Linked DNA regions of Sus scrofa: regions 2, 3, 4 and 5 are each linked to region 1. Evidence: chromatin contacts called from public Hi-C and HiChIP or PLAC-seq data. All regions are on one chromosome and are shown on one strand. Each heading gives the region's core, a stretch centred on a gene start, on an enhancer-like site or on the middle of the called end of the contact. The rest is flanking DNA. Distances are from core to core; before and after follow the strand shown. Region 1 holds the start of GSK3B (glycogen synthase kinase 3 beta). Region 2 holds the start of LRRC58 (leucine-rich repeat-containing protein 58). Region 3 overlaps FSTL1 (follistatin-related protein 1). Region 4 holds the start of GPR156 (probable G-protein coupled receptor 156). Region 5 overlaps GSK3B (glycogen synthase kinase 3 beta).

The links. Hi-C and Micro-C count contacts between places; a contact is called where the count stands out from the background. HiChIP or PLAC-seq counts read pairs in DNA pulled down with a chosen protein or histone mark.
Region 2: a Hi-C map of liver shows a contact between it and region 1, with 4 times the contacts expected there. The contact joins the promoter of LRRC58 here to the promoter of GSK3B in region 1. A contact is called at or near these places in 1 of 5 promoter capture datasets (liver), 15 of 47 Hi-C or Micro-C datasets (alveolar macrophages, embryonic fibroblasts, fetal skeletal muscle and 9 more) and 2 of 2 datasets of contacts at active chromatin or transcription factors (alveolar macrophages and skeletal muscle).
Region 3: a Hi-C map of liver shows a contact between it and region 1, with 5 times the contacts expected there. The contact joins the enhancer-like site here to the promoter of GSK3B in region 1. A contact is called at or near these places in 2 of 5 promoter capture datasets (fetal skeletal muscle and liver), 4 of 47 Hi-C or Micro-C datasets (fetal heart ventricle, liver and skeletal muscle) and 2 of 2 datasets of contacts at active chromatin or transcription factors (alveolar macrophages and skeletal muscle).
Region 4: a contact with region 1 is called in an H3K27ac HiChIP or PLAC-seq map of skeletal muscle. The contact joins the promoter of GPR156 here to the promoter of GSK3B in region 1. A contact is called at or near these places in 1 of 5 promoter capture datasets (liver), 1 of 47 Hi-C or Micro-C datasets (liver) and 2 of 2 datasets of contacts at active chromatin or transcription factors (alveolar macrophages and skeletal muscle).
Region 5: a contact with region 1 is called in an H3K27ac HiChIP or PLAC-seq map of alveolar macrophages. The contact joins the enhancer-like site here to the promoter of GSK3B in region 1. A contact is called at or near these places in 3 of 5 promoter capture datasets (fetal liver, fetal skeletal muscle and liver), 15 of 47 Hi-C or Micro-C datasets (adipocytes, alveolar macrophages, embryonic fibroblasts and 10 more) and 2 of 2 datasets of contacts at active chromatin or transcription factors (alveolar macrophages and skeletal muscle).

What each region holds. Positions count from the first base shown.
Region 1 is chr13:140,135,822-140,138,521 of Sscrofa11.1, reverse strand. GSK3B (glycogen synthase kinase 3 beta) reads right to left here and starts at 1,356. Exons shown (of 11, transcript NM_001128443.1): 1 at 1,233-1,356. The coding sequence starts at 1,320.
Region 2 is chr13:139,926,384-139,929,083 of Sscrofa11.1, reverse strand. It overlaps LRRC58 (leucine-rich repeat-containing protein 58), which reads right to left and starts at 1,376. Exons shown (of 5, transcript XM_021070309.1): 1 at 744-1,376. The coding sequence starts at 1,243.
Region 3 is chr13:139,883,511-139,886,210 of Sscrofa11.1, reverse strand. FSTL1 (follistatin-related protein 1) reads right to left here. Exons shown (of 11, transcript XM_021070306.1): 4 at 605-734. Among named protein-coding and RNA genes, the nearest start is that of FSTL1, 38 kb to the right of the region's middle. Within about 2 kb of position 1,375, at least 2 of the 83 cell types and tissues checked have an H3K27ac peak or open chromatin away from gene starts, as enhancers often do. A contact at or near this core is called in liver, where this site is marked.
Region 4 is chr13:139,973,027-139,975,726 of Sscrofa11.1, reverse strand. GPR156 (probable G-protein coupled receptor 156) reads right to left here and starts at 1,297. Exons shown (of 10, transcript XM_021070315.1): 1 at 1,082-1,297.
Region 5 is chr13:140,303,660-140,306,359 of Sscrofa11.1, reverse strand. The region is part of intron 7 of GSK3B (glycogen synthase kinase 3 beta); the gene reads right to left. Among named protein-coding and RNA genes, the nearest start is that of NR1I2, 100 kb to the left of the region's middle. Within about 2 kb of position 1,374, at least 8 of the 83 cell types and tissues checked have an H3K27ac peak or open chromatin away from gene starts, as enhancers often do. A contact at or near this core is called in alveolar macrophages and skeletal muscle, where this site is marked.

The DNA of each region.
Region 1 (2,700 bases), core at 107-2,606:
AAAATCTCAGTTCAATTCTCTCCTTCTTCTAGGCAACCAAATAGTTTTTCGTTGTCCTCATCATGCCCCTTTCTTGAGAAATAAGGAAACAGAATAGATATTTTTGTCAAATTCTGAAAGTACGTTTAAATAAACTCTTTAAATTCCACATAAACAGAGATACACAGGAACATCTGACACTTAGTGTACCACTCAACTAGACTTTTCTGCACAAATCTAGCAAGAGGGTCCAGTCTAGTAATAACCCTGAACAGAGCCCAAATTATACCCTATTATATCCAGGACCACAGCATTCTGCAAAACCTATGATGAAAAGGTCTAAATCCATATTCCTCTAACTGGATAGTCTTACCTAAAGAAAACCAATGCAAGAGTATTTTAAACAGTCTTAAGAAGGGACCCCTGAACTTTACATCATTTAGCATGTATGGAATGCAATGGCATCCCCAAAACTGATATATGGAGGGTCAGTGACAGTTAACATTCAACTCAGTATCTGACAACATGACAATACAAATCTCGATCAAAACCAGGACCTACTTCCAAGTTACCTTTTGATTAAATATTAACTCTATAGTGGTAGACTTAAAACAATGCATGTTGAGATACTACTGCTACTGAGTATCAACCTCACGGGTCCCTTCTAAGAGGAGGAATCAATGCTTGCCTGGAAATGTGAAAGTGGTCACTGAGCAAGTTCATCTCTGGATTAAGAACAAATGCGTTGTACAGTCACAAAGGCAAGAAAGAACTGTTAAGAGACTGTGACATTTAGCTCCTCTATTAAGTGTACAAAACTATGATAACCCCTGAGATCTGAGCTAACTATCCCTTGTTCCTAAAGACACACTGCAAAAGCACATAATGGTTTATGAATCTTGTCCTTCGCTTTATTCATGAGAATGAGCCAAGTAAACACTTCCATCACTATTTTAAGATGGAAATAAGTCAACCGCTTGATAAAGCTGGCAAGAAAACTATAAGAAATATTTCAAGTCAAATCATCCAAATAAAAATCATATTCCCTCTATTCAAGGTTAATGAGACCGGGGGAGGGAGTATGGGAGGAGAAAAGAGGGAGCTGCCTCATCCTTGACAGAAGACAGGTTTCTGCCCTTTTCCATTATCTCTGATTGTTATATCAGACATCATATTTTAAGATCCTGGTATTTCAAAGTCTCTTATTTAAAGGGTGAGGTGGAGAAAGAGTGTAAAATAAAATCAATACTCACTGCTAACTTTCATGCTGCCAAAAGCTGAAGGCTGCTGCACTGGCTTGCAGCTCTCCGCAAAGGAGGTGGTTCTGGGCCGCCCTGACATGATCACTGTCTTCCCGAATCACCTTCTTTTCCTTCCTTCCTCCTCTTCTTCCTTTTGTTTTATGTTGGGGTGTTAGGTTAATGATAAACGCAGCATTAAGTTCTCCCACAGGAAAAAAAAAAAGACTTCGTCCTCTTGGCTCTTCACTCCTTTTGTATAGCGACAAAAAAATGCGAGCGATGTATTTCTCCTTGAAGACAGATCAGTACGGATATTTAACATATAGATGATCTGGGACTGGGGAAAAAAAAAATACAATTCTCTCCCCTCCCTTTCCTTGGAGGGTAGAAATGGGTGGGAGGTCCTAAAAAATATGTATCACGTGAAACGGGGGCAAATACTTGATTGAAAATAAGTACTTTGAATATTATATTTTCCTCAGGGATTTTTTTTCCGAGTCAATGAAGAAGGGAAGCGGCGGAAGGATCACGAGTCTCACGCTTGAAAAGAAGGGGGGATGGGAAGGAGGGAGGGAGCGGGAGGGGGTGGCTCGGAGATGCGACGGGAAACGCTGCGGCTCCGGCAGCGGCGGGATCCGGCGGGCTGACGGCTGGGGCCCGGCGAACTGGAAGGCGGCGGAGTCGCGAGTCAGTCAGAGGCGGGCGGTGGCGGCGGCTCCTCTCCTCATTGCGCCAGGAGCAGCTGCAGGCGGCGGCTGGATCCAGCGGCCATGGCGGCGGCGGTGGCGGAGGCAGCTCCCTTCAGACCCCAGGCAGCGGCTCCTCGACTGCTCCCCATACGCCGGGGACATGGGAACCCGGCAACCGCTTCCGTCCCTCGGGGCCCCCTCCCCCGTCCACGGCACCGGCGCGACCGCCCTCCCTCCCGCCCCTCGCCTCTGCTCGGTCTCGCTCAGGAAGTGTCCGCGCTTTGCCCCCAGCCCGAAGCCCTGTCAGTGGCTGCGGGGCCGGCTCCTCCTCGCTTCCTTCCTTCCTTTGTCACTCGGGCCCGGGCGGCGGCGGCGGCGGCGGCGGCGGCGGCGGCAGCGGCGGCGGCAGCAGCAGCGAAAGCCCGCATTCGCCCGGGTCGGGGGCTGTTCTGTGTGAGGAGTGCCGTCTGCGCAGCCGCCTAGCTCTTCCCCAACCCCTCCCCCCTCCTACTCGTCCTCCGCCTCCTTCCTCCCCCACCCAGCCTTACACCGCCCAGCGCCCCTCCGCCCGCGTAACAGGCGTCTGAGAATTGCCGGCCGAGCCCGGCGCCCGCCCCCTTCGGCAGGGGAGCCGAAGCCCGAGCGGAGCCAATCACGGACGTCGTTTGTTTGCGGCTCCTCCCGGAAAAAGCCGATCGGCCAGAGGAGCCAATTAGAAAGTACCACTGGAAATCACGCCCAAGGGCGGAAAGTGCCGAAGATAGCCGACCGAGAAGAAGATGGGTTGGAGT
Region 2 (2,700 bases), core at 127-2,626, 210 kb after region 1:
AGCGGTAGGATGAATGGTTCCCAAGAAGTACAGTTTAGACAATTATAATTGTTGTCCAGGAAGTAGTAACAGAAGGAAACAAACAACAAAAAATGACCCTCAAAACAGGTTTTAAGGATGAGCAGGGGTCTGTCCAGTGCAAGCAACATTCTAGGCAAAAGGAACAACAATGTACAGAGGCACTGTATCCATTCAACACACATTTAGTGAGAGCCTACAAGCTGCTGGTAAAGTGCACACCTTACTGAATTCCACAAATAGTATTGCTGGTATTGCCAAGGAGAAGACAGAGTAGGTAACGCAGTGGCAAGCAGGGATCAGATCAGAGTTCCTTTGTATGTCACTTTACAGGACATAAACTTTGATCTACAGGCATGGAAAACCACCCAAGACTCCGGAGCAATTAAGTGACAACCTCAGATTTACATATGTTTGAGTATATGCTCAGTTCAGATCACTTCCAGTGACCCCAGAAAAACAGAAAAAATATCTCGAAAATCTGCACAGCGCAAACACAACAAACCAAACGCTGTCACACCCATGATCCTATCAGCTCCTCAGTACAACTCACTGAGTTGGCAGGGCAGCCAAAGAGTTCAAGAGCCTGGACTGAGAGAGTTACGTGACAACCAACGGGCGCCAAGACCAGGCGCAGGGCCCCGGAACTACCGGGGCCTCGGGACACCCACCCTCGACCCTGTGCTGGGGCCTCCCTACTCTCGGGCAGGCCGGCACCCGCTCACCTCCTCAAATTTTCGATCTCAGCCGGGATGCTCTGAAGCTGGTTGCCGCCAAGGCTGAGGGTCTGCAGCGCACGCAGCTCCAGCACCGAGGTGGGCACCTCCTGGAAACAGTTCCCGCTGAGGTTGAGCACCTGGAGGCTGCGGCAGAGCGGCGACTGGGCCAGGCCCTTGGGCAGCGCGCCGGGCCCGCCGAGACGGTTATTCTTGGCCAGCAGCGTGCGCAGGCCGCTCAGCGCTAGCAGCTCCGGCCCCAGCGCGGTCAACGCGTTGCCGCTCACGTCCAACAGTTGGAGGTGCGGGAAGCCGCTGCCCAGCGCCCGCGGCAGCGACACCAGACGGTTGTGCGGCAGCAGCAGCCGTAGCAGCGCCTCCCGCGTTCCGCGCCGCTCCTCGCCCCGCGCCTCCAACTCCGACTCCAGCGTCTCGGGAGAAACGCTGAGGCGGGACAAGTTCAGCTCGGCCTCCCCGGCCGTGGCCACCGGCGCTCCGGCCTCCTGCATCCCGGCCACCGCGTCGCGCAGAGCGCGACCCACAGGCCGGGAGCTCCGCGGCGCCCCGGAACCTGAACCGAGGGCTGCGTCGGAAGTGGCGCGGGCGGGCGCTAACCCCGGCCCCCCTCCCCCCCCGCGGAGTCACGCGACGCTAGGAGGCGGGGTGCGCGCGCCGCTCAAGGGCCGGACTCCGTCTCGCGCGGCGCGCCGCAAGGATCCCATGAGCCGGGCGGGGGCAGAGAGCAGTCAGTGCTCGGCTTACTCTCTGAGCCCGGCTGGGTCCGGGCAGTCGTGTTCTATAGTTCTTGAAGTCTGGTGACCTGTCCCCGAATTCCAGGGTGGCCTCGGTAAACAGTCCGAGGACAGTTTGGTTATTTGGCTTTGAGGGTTCGCGCGTGACGGTGCACCGCCTTCTGAGGCCCTGGTTTCGGAGTGGGGGCCCCTGGTCTGCGGGAGCCAGCGAGGACTCAGGACTTTAGTGATGATTCAGTTGCATGACAGCAAGACCCGGGAATTCAAAGTCCCGGGATTGACCAAGCCGACTTAAAAGCGCGAAGGCAGCTGAACTAGAAATCGGGACTCTTGGATCTTACCTCGGGTTCTGCTGTTAAATAACTTTGTTTCCTCGGACAGGGGATTTGATTTCAGTTTCTCCATCCAAAAAAAATATGGCTAATCCTTGGCCTGCTTGCCCTAGAGGATTTTTTTTTTTAAAGGAATGTGTGTCAAGAACATTTCACCATTTTAGCTGTAGAAGCACTTCTGTGGTTTTTGGTTTAAGTTGCAGTGGCTGGAAATGAATTTGGGAGCCATGGCTGAGTTTTCGTTAATTTGAAATAGCTCAAATTAATTGATCAGTTTAACCCAGAAAGCATTGAGATTTTACTTCAGGTTAAAACTTCAATTTAACTGGAAAAGTCCTGATTCTGGCTTTCATGTAGTACTTCTAAACCTGTTTTCGCCCTTACCCTAAAGTCGGTTTTTTTCTGAAATTTTTATAATTTTGAAAAGTCATGGATAGAAATGAAAATATTTAGTGTATTTTTTTACAAAGCTTATGCATAAAAATGTTAGACGATTGTATATAACCAGTGCTATTAAATTGCTTTCTTCCTAAAAAGAATAAAGTTAACTTTTTTCTTGCCGGTTATTTGTGTGAGAAATTATGCTTTTTACCTCCTGCCAAACTTTAACTTAATTTCTGATTGATTTATGGTTATGGGAGGATACACTTTGTGAGTTTAAAGCAGGGATGGAGTGTTTTTAAAACCAATGGAGTGTCCTGAATTTGAAACCTGTTTTGAAAGGGTCCTTTTAAAAAGTAGACTTTACTTGGGATCAAGATAACATTCTGGCAGGAACCTAGTGTGTGAAAATTGCAAATGTTTAAAATAATACGGGAGTTCCCGTAGTGGTGGGCAGTGGTTAACGAATCCGACTAGGAACCATGAGGTTGCGGGTTTGAT
Region 3 (2,700 bases), core at 126-2,625, 250 kb after region 1:
GGTGTTGCTGTGCGCTGTGGTGTAGGTCACAGATGTGGTTGGGATCCCGAGTTGCTGTGGCTGTGGAGTAGGCTGGTGGCTACAGCTCTGATTTGACTTCTAGCCTGGGAACTTCCATATGCCTCGGGTGGGCAGGAGGCTGATGTCTAATTAGCACAAGCTTGGGACCCCTCCCTCCTACCCTAATGGCAATGGTTTGAGTGTAAATTAGAGGAAATACAATATTATCAGGGATGAGAGATGCCCAAATTTAGAATTCATGGGGTATGTGAAATTTGCCTGCTTTCTAAAAAGGTACAGAATTCAGTTAACTACATATTATCGATAGTTGATGTGGTCCCCTACCCACTATCCAGATGAAGACAGTACTGGAAGCCGCCTTAGGGATCTGAGGCAGGGAGCACAGGGTAGAGGCCTACGCTACCCAGGGCACACCCAGCAGGCTAATGAGCACCAAGGGAATGCCTCTTTAGGTAACTGGGTGGTCTCTACAGCTTTGGGTGCTGTGCTCAGGGTGGAAAGGACCCCAGGAAGCCAGCCCACAATGCTCCGTTCCCTGGCTCCCTGGCTGGAGCTGCGATGTGGTGATGAGAGCACTCCTTACCTTTGCAGTGTCCATCATAATCCACCTGGATTTTGGATCCAGTGAGGCAGGCATCTCGATGCAGCTCACAGTGGTTGAGGTAGGTCTTGCCGTTGCTGCCACACACAGGCCTCTTGTGAGGTTTGCATTGCTGAAACAGACATGGAGGACATTGGTGCAGTCAAGGTTGAGTGTGTGTGCACGCGCGCACACACACACACACACACACACAAATACAAAGCCATCTTGTGAGAGGAATCCCTTCCAGGGATGACTTCTAAACTGCCAGGACACAGGGAGCCTCAGCTCTGGCATCAGTGACCCTACCCAACTCGTGTTGGAGGGACCCCAAATGGTGCTCTGTGCTGATCCTGGCCCAGGGTCATCTCTTCTACTCAGTGAGAAAAAATAACACTCTGCTACCCCAACACTATCAAATTAGCAGAAGGGCATTTTATTAAAAGTCAGGAATATGGATTATCTGCCACTTTATTACTTTGTAGAAAGTCTCTCAAGATCTCTGGATGATCTAAGATCCCTTACAATTTCAACATTCTATGACACAAAACAGAGCCAAGAGCTGGGAATGTGGAGAGACCGAAAGGCAGGTAAACACACAGCCCCACATCCCATCACCCCAATTCTTCAATAATTCCAGGGTCTAGCTCAAAGAATCTTTGTATTCTTGCTTTGTTTAGTATTTTGTTTTCCCCCTCATCTCACAGCAGTTGTTGTGAGGCAGGGGGAGGGGTGCCGGGTCTCTGTGAAGTTCTACAGAGGATCATTCTGGACAGGGAAATGGACTCAAGTTCACTTGGCACCTCGATTCTATTTTGGCTATTTAAAGTGCCATGCTTACGGGCAAGCTTGGTTTCTTTAGACTTTCATGGTTTCTGAAAGGGGGAAGGGGAACGCAAGTTGTGCTCAGATCTGATAAAGGCACCAAAGCCCAAAAGAGTAAATGTAGTAAAAGAACACCAAATCCTGGAAATGGAAGGTAGCCCAGCCAGATAAACTTCACTGAACCAACACTTATCACTGGGTTCTTACTATGTACTGGGCCCTGAACAAAGGCAAACATGGTCTGTCTTCATGGCATGGAGTGGCAACTAATTTGTTAAAATCACATAACAATATGTAGACAAGCTGAGGCTAGATGCCAGGTTTCTGGACCCTAGACAGTCACAGTAGCCTGCTACACCTCTAGTGAGGACCTCTCAGGGTCCCCAGCAGACCTGGTTTGCAGGTTTCTGAGTTGAAGGACTTCCTTTCTGAGACGATGGGTCAGGATCCTTTACCTGGGGACTAAAATGGGTGTATTTACTTGTAGAAATACAGATGAATTTCCAGGCTTGGGTTTGTCTAAAAAAAGGGGGAAAAAGGGCGACATCTAGGCTATTTATATTTGCCAAGAGTGAGAATCCTGCTTATGAAAGAAATATTTCTCAAAAGCTCACTTTGCTTTTTAAATTTCATTAAAAATAAAACCAAACCTGAAAAATCTGATTCTATCTTGTATTTTTAAAATGTTCATATCTTTGACCCAGCAAGTCCCAGTGAAACTCAAGCCTACAGAAATAATGACAGCAGCATGTCAGAATATTTGCACAAGGATGCCATTGTTTATAGTGGTAAACAACCCATGACACAACCTAAATGTCTATCTATAGGAAAATGATTACCTAAGTCTGGTTCTCTTGTATGACTATTATTGAGCTATTAAAAATGAGTTAAGGCGTTCCCGTCATGGCTCACTGGATAATGAATCTGACTAGGAACCATGAGATTGCGGGTTCAATCCCTGGCCTAGCTCAGTGGATTAAGGATTCGGTGTTGCTGTGGCTGTGGTATAGGCCGGCAGCTACAGCTCTGATTACACCCCTAGTCTGGGAACCTCCATATGCCACAGGTGAGGCCCTAGAAAAGACAAAAAAAAAAAAAAAAAAAAGGAGTTAAAACTATATGTGCTGACCTAGAGAGAACATTGTTATGATATATTAATAAGTACAAAATGTGAGTTGCATATATCTAGAGCTGTCTATATTATGATCTCATTTTTACATAAAATAGGGAGAAATCTTAGATAGTTGCATAGAAAAAATGAACATGTAGAACAA
Region 4 (2,700 bases), core at 48-2,547, 160 kb after region 1:
GTTCTGCAAGCCTGGCTGCTACCCAGCCTGCAGAGAGGTCTTCTATGCTGCATTTAGCCATTGGTGGGGGGAAAAAAAATTGTTTTCCTTTGCAGGCCTTGCTGCCTCATACAATTTTATCATATTTTTCCAGCTTTTATCCCCATCCGAAAACTTTTCACTTTTCCGTAGGGATGCAACAATTTAACATTACCTTCCATATCCCGGTTTAAAGGAGTACACCAGGAAAGACTTCATTATAGACCAGGACATAATTTGCCTATTATTCATGCGCATGTACCTAGGAAACCAACAAAGGGAAGAGTACAAGCATGCCATGACGCCTCTCCCACACAGATTTCCATCCTAAAATGTTAACAACAAAACTCAATTTTAAAGAAAAACCTCAAGGTTCGGATTCTGCAGTGCCGCACGTATATTCAGACATACAGCATTCAAACACCGAGTTCTAACAAGTGGCCTCTCATTTCTAACAGAGCTAAGTCTGAAACGGGTGCCTGCCAAGGGACAAGGATGCTGCAGCTCCCGGGCAACTCTCCTCTGCCCAGAATAAGGCAGTTCGACAGACCGCAGGGCAATAAAACTTTCTCTATTCAGGACTTCACAATCCTGTGAAGGGGTCCACCCTACGCCCCCCCACCCCCACACCCCGCCCCGGCATCCTGGAGAAAACGTGCCCCTGCCAGGGAGCTCTGGGGACAGGCTCGGTGAGGAGGCTCTGGGAAGTCTACAAGCTTGTTCCCGGACCTCTCCGCTTCAGCAGTCCGTCGCTGGTTTAACAAAACAGAACAGCTGCAGCCCCTCTTCCCAACAAATACCAGAATTCTCCAATCCTCGTGAAATTGCCACGGGCATCCCTTGGTCAATGATCCGGGCTCGCTTCCAATTTCTAAGATAGTTTCTTGACCATTCCCAAAGAAGCTGCCAGATTCTGGAGGGGAGAGAACGCCCTTCCATACCCCCTTCCACTTTTTACTTTAGAATTTAAATGTTTGATGTTTTTTTTGTGGATATATCGCGTCCACAGAGAGGTTCTACAAAATCCCGAATTTGGGATGATCCTCAGGGCCGCGCAGCTCACCTCATCAGGTCCCCGACCGCCGAGGAGTGCCAAGCCCGCGGCTGGCGGCGGGACGCCCGCAGTGCCCCGGTCTCTCGCGGGTTCGCGGGGCCGGAAGGGACGAGGAGAGGCGGGGGCAGCACCGCAAGGGGCCGCGCCCATAGCCGCGCCGCGAGCCGGGAGGCGGGCGCGGAGGCGGCGGGACGGCGGCGCCGGGCTCTGAAGTCCGCGCCCGGCGCGCGGTGCCTGCGGGGCCGCCCCTGGCCCCTCCCCTGGCACCGCCCCGCGCGCGGAGCCCGACAGCTCGCTGGGCCCCGGAGGGCTCACGGGGATGACCCAGTGCTCGCTGGCCTTGCGCGTCGCGCCCTCCTCCGCCGGAGTGGGGCTGCTCCAGGGGACTCGGCGCCCGAGCGGGCAGAAAGACGCTCGATTTCCCAAGAGCAGGAATTATGTCTAAGCTTTTACCCAGGGCCCTTGCCGAGTCTCTCATTCTATACAGCTAGACCCTTTCGTTTTAAACATGCACAAAGTGAGGGGGACCGATTCGATCCTCCTTCTTGGGGGTTGCTTTAGTTAAGAAGGCACGTGGGCGACTTCAGAGACCAGGTCCAGCTCTTCAGTTTTGTGGTTCTAGATTGAGGATTCGTCCTTCCCATGTCTGTAGAGCATTTACCTCAGAATTTGTCCTTGCTCTTAGCCCATTACTGTCACCGTCCCCTCTATATTCTGCAAGATACTTGAATCTTTGTCCCAGTATGGCTCCCATCTTCAATCCCGGTGTTGGCTTTCTCAAATTGGAGTATCCCCAAGCCCTCAGTTATCAGGCAAGGAAGGTTTTCCGTCGTCCACCAAGGCCTGCCTGCCCTATTTACTTCGGAAATGTTGCTGGACTCTCCCCTCCTCTGCATTCCCACCTTGTTGCACTTGTTAAACTTTGATTGCCTTGGCCTGAAACATTTTAATAGTTTCCTAACTGGTTTTCTTGCCTCCTGTCTCTCCTCACACCCCAAACAGAATTAGGAATGTCATTCTCCTGACAAAACAAACAAAACATTCCCCTCACCTCCCCACACGCTCCAGACCTGCAGTAACTGCCTTCTGCAATTGGAATACAGTCTAAACTACTTTCACAGATGGAAGCCAGCTTTCCTTTCCAACCTTCTGTCCACTCAGCACCTGTGTTCCAGTTATCCTGAGTTGGGCAAATTGCCATTTTTTAATATAGCCTGTGTTTTTAACTCCCCTGTGTGTTATGCTCACTCCATTCCCTTATCCTGGATTTCTCTTCATCCTCATCTTTACCTGTTGAATTGCTCCCAAGCCTTCATGATCCAACTCAAATGCCTGCTCTTTTAACAAAGCTCTACCAGATCTTCCCAGTCCATCTGGGAGATCAATTAATATTTCTTCCAGTGCTCCTGGTCTGTCACAGCACTCACTAACTTGGACTGTATGTTACAGCCAGATGTGTCCTATTGTCTCCCCACCAACGGTCAGGGCCTGCAAAGCAGAAGCTATTTCTGACTCATCCTCCATGGCAATTGGCTGCACACATATTTTAAAACAAATAACCACTCTTTGGATATAAACTTTGCTTATTGTAAAAATTCAAACACACAAAAGTATAAGGAAGGAAATAA
Region 5 (2,700 bases), core at 125-2,624, 170 kb before region 1:
AATGAAGATCAATACACCAAAATGAACACAGATGATGTGCGAGGTGAAGTGCTACAATCCACTGGAGTAAGGAAGAGATTCAAGAAAGGATTCTGGAGGGAGAGATAAGAGGTTATTTTACTTAAGGAATATAGGAAGCAAATGAGTCAGATGCACATTTTATCTGCTCTAGGTATGAAGTGGAAAACAGCATGATTTGGATAACTAATCTGAGAGAATAAGGATGAGAAGTGGATAGGTGGCAACATTACAGGCTGAAAGGCAAACAAGAGACTGTTTATGAAAACCTAAGATTCTGAATGCATCAACATCTACAAGCAATACAACAAAAATAAAGCATTTCAATAAATCAACTATTTGATTGCCACTTCTGAGTTTATCTTAGTTTTATGTTGTTTCTATTAGGTTTTGAGAAAATTTCTCTATCAGCTGATTTATTTCAGCTGATTTATATTTGGAAACTCTGAAATCATATACTTAAGCTTTACATTTTACAGATTTTTAAAAAGTATGTTTGACATGGATTTTATTATTCAGACACAAAACAAGTCTTAGGGCTTCCCTGAATTTTAAGAGATAGAAAAGCAATTTTTCACCCAAACTTTTAAAGATACACTTAAAAATAGTAATTATTTATGAATTTCCTAAAAACGGAGTCCCTCCATGACTTAAAGGAAAAGAAAATGCACATAATGTTATATGCACATTTTTTAAAGTATGATATTTCACTGAATAAAAGGGGGGATTTTCAAAATTATCACACTATTGGGAAGAGTATGCACTCTCAGTTATCTGTTATTAGAATAAGATCTTTCCATTTATTGCAAAAAAGCACTTGTCAAGTGCATCATCGTAATCCTAAAACATCACCGAGGCAGAAAGACTCAACCAGAGATTCATGGCATAAGATTTTGGGGATGCTGTTCATCCCTTTTAATCTGTACCCAATCCCATCATGTTTAATATTTTTTCATTCACCTAGTTGCAAATTTAGCTAGACACAAATAATAACAAGCCAGGAATTATGATTTGTGTCTTCAAAGAAATAAAGCCAAAAATCATCTGACAAAAGCATTGAAATCAATTTCTTTCCCAGCCTTGCGTTGAGCCTTGCTCAACACCAGAGGTCGCCAAACTTCAACAATAGAGTTGTACATGTAGCCTTTAAAGCAAATGCCAAGTTAATGAGATCCTATTAGAAATCTGTTAATCCTCTGCTTGAAATCTTGCAGTGACTTTTAACTGTCTACAGTCTAATATGTTTAGGCCAATGCCCACAGCTCCAGCCTTCTCTCTCCTGGTAAACTTATACCCTGTTCCCACCATTCAGAACCTTAGGCTCAAACCATAAAGCACTACACAACAGACAAGACACAACAGACCTGACAACGTTAAGTATCTTCATCCAAATTAGCATGTATGTCCTCCAGTCCCTTCCTTTCTCTAAATAGAATACATCTCCATGTTTCAAGATTCAGCTGAAGAGTTACCTCTTCTAAGAAGCCTTTTCAGATAGCACTACCTCCAAACAGGATGCTTCTGCCTTTGTACCCTGCTCAGGCTTCTGGGATCATACCTGCCTTACTCCACTGATCTCAGTTTTTCCCTTCCTCCTCTCAATGAGTTTCTGAACTTGAGGGCAAAGATTCTTTATGTTCTAGCCCAGATGGTTAATAAATCAACATGTTGTTAATATAGATGCACCCTGAAAGGCTAAAGGGATACATGGCCAGGACTATACATAATGGATTTAATCAAAACTTTTAAAGTAAGTAGATGAAAATTGTACAACACAGGCCAAGAGAGATTATACATAGTATGGCTGGATAATTAAACATCTTCACTTCTTTTCTGCATAAAAGAACTATCTATTCAAATTGGATAACTGTCAGGTTGACTGCATATATCATAAACCTGACAAATTTCTCTAATTAGAAAACTAGAAAACATGTCACTGAGTTATTCTTTTTCAAAATATCAGTACTCTACTGATAATGGAATCATTACCATACATTTTTACCTTCAGAGGATTGATATAAAATGTATTCCCTTTTGTATACCCCTATAATTTACAAGTTTTCCTTTTTTAAATCCATTGGATGTAGGCAGCTAAAATACTTAATTCTCAACACATGCAGTTTTATCCAGTTTCTATCTACCTCTTTCCTATATATATATATGAGTGAAGTTCTGGTATAAGGAAACTTTGTGTTGGGGGGAGGGGGTGTATGCAATGTTTCCACCTCAGGGTTTTCTTCTGATTTCCAAAAGGCAAAATCCTCTTACCCTTCTCTCCCCTGGGAGGAAAAAAAGGCTATAGCAATAGCAGCACAAATCTTTAAATCCCATTAGGAACATCAGTGAAGGAAAAAGCACCAAATAGTCATGTTATTTGAACACAATTGAACAACTTGGAAAAGGATTTACTCAGCCTGGGAGGATGAACTAGTGCAGGAGGACCCCTTTGTGTGTCTGTGTTCTCCTCCATCTGTCACTTAACTTGATGTGGGTCCTGTGCAAAACTATGGTCAGAGTTTACTGCCTTGCTTAAAATACAGTAGAAACAACAAAACCTTATCAAAAGTCCTGTAGGTAAATGTTCTCATTCTTTGACTTAAAAAAAAATTGATATACTTCATATAATCATGAAATGCATCCCTTTAAACATACAACTGATTTTTTAAAAGTATATCCACAGAG